Linked DNA regions of Mus musculus: region 2 is linked to region 1. The links are chromatin contacts, called in public Micro-C maps. All regions are on one chromosome and are shown on one strand. Each heading gives the region's core, a stretch centred on a gene start, on an enhancer-like site or on the middle of the called end of the contact. The rest is flanking DNA. Distances are from core to core; before and after follow the strand shown.

Evidence for each region. Hi-C and Micro-C count contacts between places; a contact is called where the count stands out from the background.
Region 2: a contact with region 1 is called in a Micro-C map of the G1E-ER4 cell line, with 7 times the contacts expected there. The contact joins the enhancer-like site here to the promoter of Zfp760 in region 1. A contact is called at or near these places in 1 of 39 promoter capture datasets (neural stem cells), 4 of 484 Hi-C or Micro-C datasets (the G1E-ER4 cell line and the N1E-115 cell line) and 1 of 115 datasets of contacts at active chromatin or transcription factors (epiblast stem cells).

Annotation. Positions count from the first base shown.
Region 1 is chr17:21,706,463-21,709,162 of GRCm38.p6, reverse strand. It overlaps Zfp760 (zinc finger protein 760), which reads right to left and starts at 1,422. Exons shown (of 6, transcript NM_001008501.2): 1 at 1,270-1,422; 2 at 441-552.
Region 2 is chr17:21,514,914-21,517,613 of GRCm38.p6, reverse strand. It overlaps a transcript of Zfp53 not described here. Among named protein-coding and RNA genes, the nearest start is that of Zfp52, 19 kb to the left of the region's middle. Within about 2 kb of position 1,268, at least 421 of the 459 cell types and tissues checked have an H3K27ac peak or open chromatin away from gene starts, as enhancers often do. A contact at or near this core is called in the G1E-ER4 cell line, the N1E-115 cell line, epiblast stem cells and 1 more, where this site is marked.

The DNA of each region.
Region 1 (2,700 bases), core at 173-2,672:
ACAGTACTATGCTCAGCAGAAATACAGAAAAGGGAACAGAGGGTTCTACAAATGATCCCCCAACTGTTACATAGGGTCAGCATGCTGAAAATATTCAGGGAGCATTTTGAGTTTCCATAACTTGAATCCTACTTCTAATCATAGCTCAATCAAAACTCAAGGGAAAAAAATGAATCTGTATTACTGGAGTGATATTATAAACTACTGAGTATCTAGTTTCATCATGGAACAAAAACGAAAGAAGCCTTACACATCCCAAAATAACAAACATGAAGAACAGATGAAATTTCATGAAAACTTTGTCTTTTTCTCTGAGGCTTTCACTTTCTTCTGTGAGATGTGAGGCTCATCTCATTCACACACAGCTCACACACATGCAGAGTAATTTCCCCAGGAACCCCGAGGAGCAAGGAAAAGTGCAAGAGACTATTGTTACTCACAGAAACAGGACTGCTGCAATTCTGCAATATTCAATCTCAGTACAAAACCCTATGAGTGAGGTCCAGGCATTTCCTCTTCTTCCTGAGAGAAGTTCACCGCATGTCAACAACCCTGAAATTACAAAGCAACAGTTTGCCCTTTGTCCATTGTCAGAGTGTTTCTTGCATCAGAAAAGATACTTTCTAACTTTGTCCCATTACATACTGTTTTCTAATGTAAACAGTGTGGCCTGTTATCCTCACTCTCAACATGCATACTGTACTTCTCTGGACTCCTGAGGTGTGCCTTAAAACCTCAGCATAAGAACACATATTTGTTATATTCACATCAGCGTGTATGCATCTCAAATGCAAAATGAGTGATGAGTAAAACCTTTATTTAAGAATTGTTAAAATTTACAAACATAACTGTGTAGCTTAGCAAAAAAAAAAAAAAAAAAAAATCCACAAACTGATCAAAATCTGCAGTTACTCCTTATGGGGCTGGTAGTTAACAAGCTCTCTGGGACCTTAAAGTCTCCATGTCAAATTCCTCTCTCTTGAATACGAAACGGGTAGACCAAGGGCGTTAGAAAATGCCAACAGTTTTAGTTTTTGCATAACAGCAAAAAGAATAGTGTTTTCAATGGTCAAAACATAAACTCAATTAGTCTAAGGGATACAGTCTTGAGAATATTCTGGAAACCACGGATAAATGGTAAAATCAGCATGTGTCCCATTTCATATGTTCTCAAACTTATCTTCAAGGGTATTACCCTTCACCAGAATTGTGAAAACGGTATCCTTATGAGCAGCAGAAAACTGAACATGCCCCTGGTCCAGTTCCTACCTGTTTACTACAGCTCTTCTGACCTGGGAGATGCTAGGATCGCCGGGCTGCGGTTCCCGCCACTGTGGTGCGGACCGGCGAGTCTCCCAGACCGTTCTACGAGGCTCCAGTGGCTGCAGGAAGTTTTCACATCTACTTGAAACTCTGGCCAGTGTCGGCCGTCCAGCCCTTAAACAAAGATTTCCTCTCAGAGAATGGAGGGTTTTCCGGCCCCTCCCTCCTGCGGCCACTGGAGCCGCCTTTGGGTCCGCCTATTATAGATAGGTTCCGGTTACGTAGGTTCTCTGACCCAGCCCACTGGTTCAAATCCCTTGTCCAATTGAGTTTTCCAGGCCTTCCATGCGGGCTTTAGTTTTCTCTTCGCTCTATTTTTCTAGACCAGTTTTCCCGCCCCGTGGAGACCGGTCCCTCCCACTCCGTCTCAGGCTGCCTTCCACACAGCTCCAGACGCCAGGCTGCTCTGCACATTCTCTGCGCAGCCTCACCATGAGCACTGCCATCCTTGACCAGAACTGGATCTAGTAGGACACTGCACCCCAGAACCTGCCCCACACTCTTGATTCGGAACCTTTCAGATGCAAGATAGTCTCGACTTGACTAGCAGCCTGTGGGCTACATACATCAAACAATAGCAGGTTAAATTCAGAGGCCAGAGTCCGATCCCCAACGGACACACACAAAATGGCAAGCCAAAACCTGAAACTCAAAACTCAGATCCAATTGGCACTGTCTCCCAAGTGCTGGGATTAAAGTTCTATACCACCATGTCCAGATATTTATGTTTATATTATTTATACTGGTGTGATTTGTAAGTATAGACCGGATAAATGCTCTGGCACATTATTTAGAAGGGTATTTTTTTCTTTAGTATGAATTTTCTGAAGTGTTGTTAGAGTTGAGCACCGAGTAAGATTTGTGACATTCTTTACAGATGTAAGGTCTCTTTAATCTGAACTCTCTGATGTCTTCTAAGACTTGTATGCTAGATAAAGGGTATATCACAATCATTGCTTTATTACGTTTTTTTCTCCAGTATGAATTTTCTGATGTGCTCGAAGAGTTGAACCCTTTGCAAAATATCTGTCACACACCTTACATCTGTGAGGTCTCTCTCCAGTATGAACTCTCTGATGTCGTCTAAGATGTGAGTCCTGGATAAAGGATTTGTCACATACCTCACATTTGTAAGGCTTCTCACCAGTAGGGATTCTGGAAAGTGTTTTAAGATGTGATAACTCAAGAAAGTACTTACCACATTCTTTGTGTTTGCATAATTTCTCTAGAGAATGAGTTTCCTGATGCCTTCTATATGAGGCATAGTGAATAAAGGATTTGTCACACTCTTTACAGTTATAAGGCTTCTCTCCTGTATGCAATTTCTGATGGCTTTTAAGTGCTGACAACTGAGGAAATGACTTTCCACATGCATTG
Region 2 (2,700 bases), core at 19-2,518, 190 kb after region 1:
GAGAAAGATTTCTTTAAATGCCATGAATATGGGGTTCAGTAAAGATGGCTAGTGATCATAACTATAGTAGTGACAGAAAAGTCAAAAGTATTAACATACAAAGCAGAGAGTATTAGGAAATGGTAAAGAGTCCGTTAGATAAAAAGTCCTTGATCAAGAAGGGTGCATGTCACCAAACACAGAATGCATATATCCGCATCAGACAGAAAACAGAAAAATATGTAAAACCTAAAAACTGGTACATTGCCTCTTGTGCTTTTCAGACATGACTAATATCTAAAAGTTCTACAGGGATGCCAAGTCACTAAGTATATATATATATACCCTGGGAGTTAGCGTGGATGAGTGTAAATTCCAAGAGCTTGGTCCGTTTCACCTCAACAAAGAGAACTGATATTCTCTTAGAATATTCTAATAAGAATATTTTGGTAATCAGAAGATCAAAACAAAAAACAAGCAAACAAACAAAAACCAGGATTACTCCACTTTATATGAGCTAAAATGTATCCACAAGGGAAGACATCCACCGCAGAATTTCAGAGCCAGCTTCCTCAGGAACAGAAAAGAAACTGCTCCTTCCTGTTTCCTAGCCCAGCAGCTCTGGTAGCCTGGCTGCAGTTCCAGCTGCGCTGCTGATTGCTGACTGACTCTCCCAGGATGCCCCGCGGCACCCGCGGCACCCGCGGCAGCCAGGAATTTTAGTTTCCCCCAAGTCCACCGTATCTTTCGACCCCAGATCTGCACCACGCGATTACCCACGGTGCAGGACCGCGTGCACGGGGGAAACCTGTCGAAGCGACTTCTGGCTTTGGCTCTAGGTAAAACTTCTCAAACTTCAGTAATTTAGCGTCCCAGCTTCCACCCACGTGTTTCTCCTAATTCCTCACACTCTACACAGTTCCCCTACACATCTCCATTAAGTCGAAAATCCTCCCAATGTGCTTCCGGATCTCCGATCTCCAAATATGTTTCCGGGTGAGCATCTGCGCCCCATCAGAGACCAGTCCTTCCCACTTTGTCTCAGGCTGCCTTTCACACAGCTCCAGCTTTCAGGCTGCTCCGGCTCTGCACAGCCTCCACACACTCTTGTGAGAGCGCCGACCACAAGTGTTTTTGGAAGGACGCTCCACCCGGTATCTGAGCCCCACTCGGGGTTCTAAACCCTTTAGATAAACGACAGCTCCCACCCCCGCCCCACCACCACCAAAACTGGAGCAAGAGCTGTCCCTGAATTAGTTGAATGCCTGTGGATTCCTTCCCCTAACCCAGTCGCCTTGTCTGACCTTAGTCAGAGAGGATATGCTTAGTCCTGCAGTGATTATGTGCTGGGCGGGAGGGGCTGGGGGGCGCTAGTGAATACAGGTGTGGTGGGAATCCCTCTTCTCAGAGGAGAATGGGTGCGGGGAGGGGAAAAGCTGCGAGGGACTGGGGAACTGATTTGGGTAAGGTGAATTATAAAAAAGACAAACAGCCTAACGTCTCCACTGGACTACCAACCTCTGGCTTATATATTTCATACCAAACAATAATAGACTAAATTCAGAAGCGAGAGTCCCATCCCCAACACACAAACATTAAAAAGCCAAAACAAAATACTGAAATATGAACTTGGGGAGAGATATTTAAAGAACTTGGATTTTGAAAAGAAGTAAGTGGTAAGGCCTTTGCAACAGCCTAGGGGTGAATTAATCCCGCGCTGTACTGATTTCCCCAATAGATGGCGGTCTTGTCATTTAAGTCTTCTGTGACAGCGATGCTTTGAGAGGAAAAAAAGAGAACGTTCTGTTTTCCTTTTTTTTTTTAAATGGAGTGGTGAATGCAGCCTCTTGGCTGTCGCAGATGCAGAAAATAAGTGAAGTATGTGTTCCCAGGCCTAAAAACGTCAGCTACACCACCCCATCTCTAGCTCTGGGAACAAGGAAGAAGAGGTGGTTAGAAAATAAGGGAAAGGTTAAGACACACCATTCTCTAGACTCCATACAAGTATTGTAATCAGTAACCAATAGCAGCTGTCTTTACCTGCACTGGCCTCACACAAGACCACAGTCAGTCTAGGAAAGGGAACAACAGCTCCCCTTACCTCTCAAACATTGGCTATGGATAGATTGTAGAAGAGTCACTCACTGTCTTTAGTTGTCATCCTGTGCTGAGCACATCAGGTTCCAATACATAGCTCCAAACCCAGTCTCACAAATGGCTCTGGTTCATCTCAGTGGATCACAAGCAATATGAATAGAGATGAACACAGTAGAGTGACTGTTGGAATTGTGGACCAGGATAGTGGAGAGGTAGGAGGTGAGAGTGGGCAGTATTAGATATGCCCATATGCACACACACATTCTGTGTATATATTCATATGAGTATGAAACAGCTAATAATAGAAATGGGGGCTCATTCATTCATTTATTGAATGTAGACAAGGTTTTCTGTGTAATCCTGTGTTTAATGGTATGTGCTACCATGCCCAGCTCAAGTTTCTTTGAAAAGACCACATGAGTGTGGAATTTTTGTTGTTGTACCAGTATCTGGTGGGATTTTTGTTTGATAATTAATTGGTGTGTTTGTCCATGAGGGAGACATTCCACCATACCATGATCATTATTTAGTTAAATGTAAAGGAATAGTTAGAGTAAGGAAGTCTTGTTTTTTGTGTGTGTTTCAAGAAGTATTAAATGTTAAGTAGCTTTGCGGTTAGCTCTT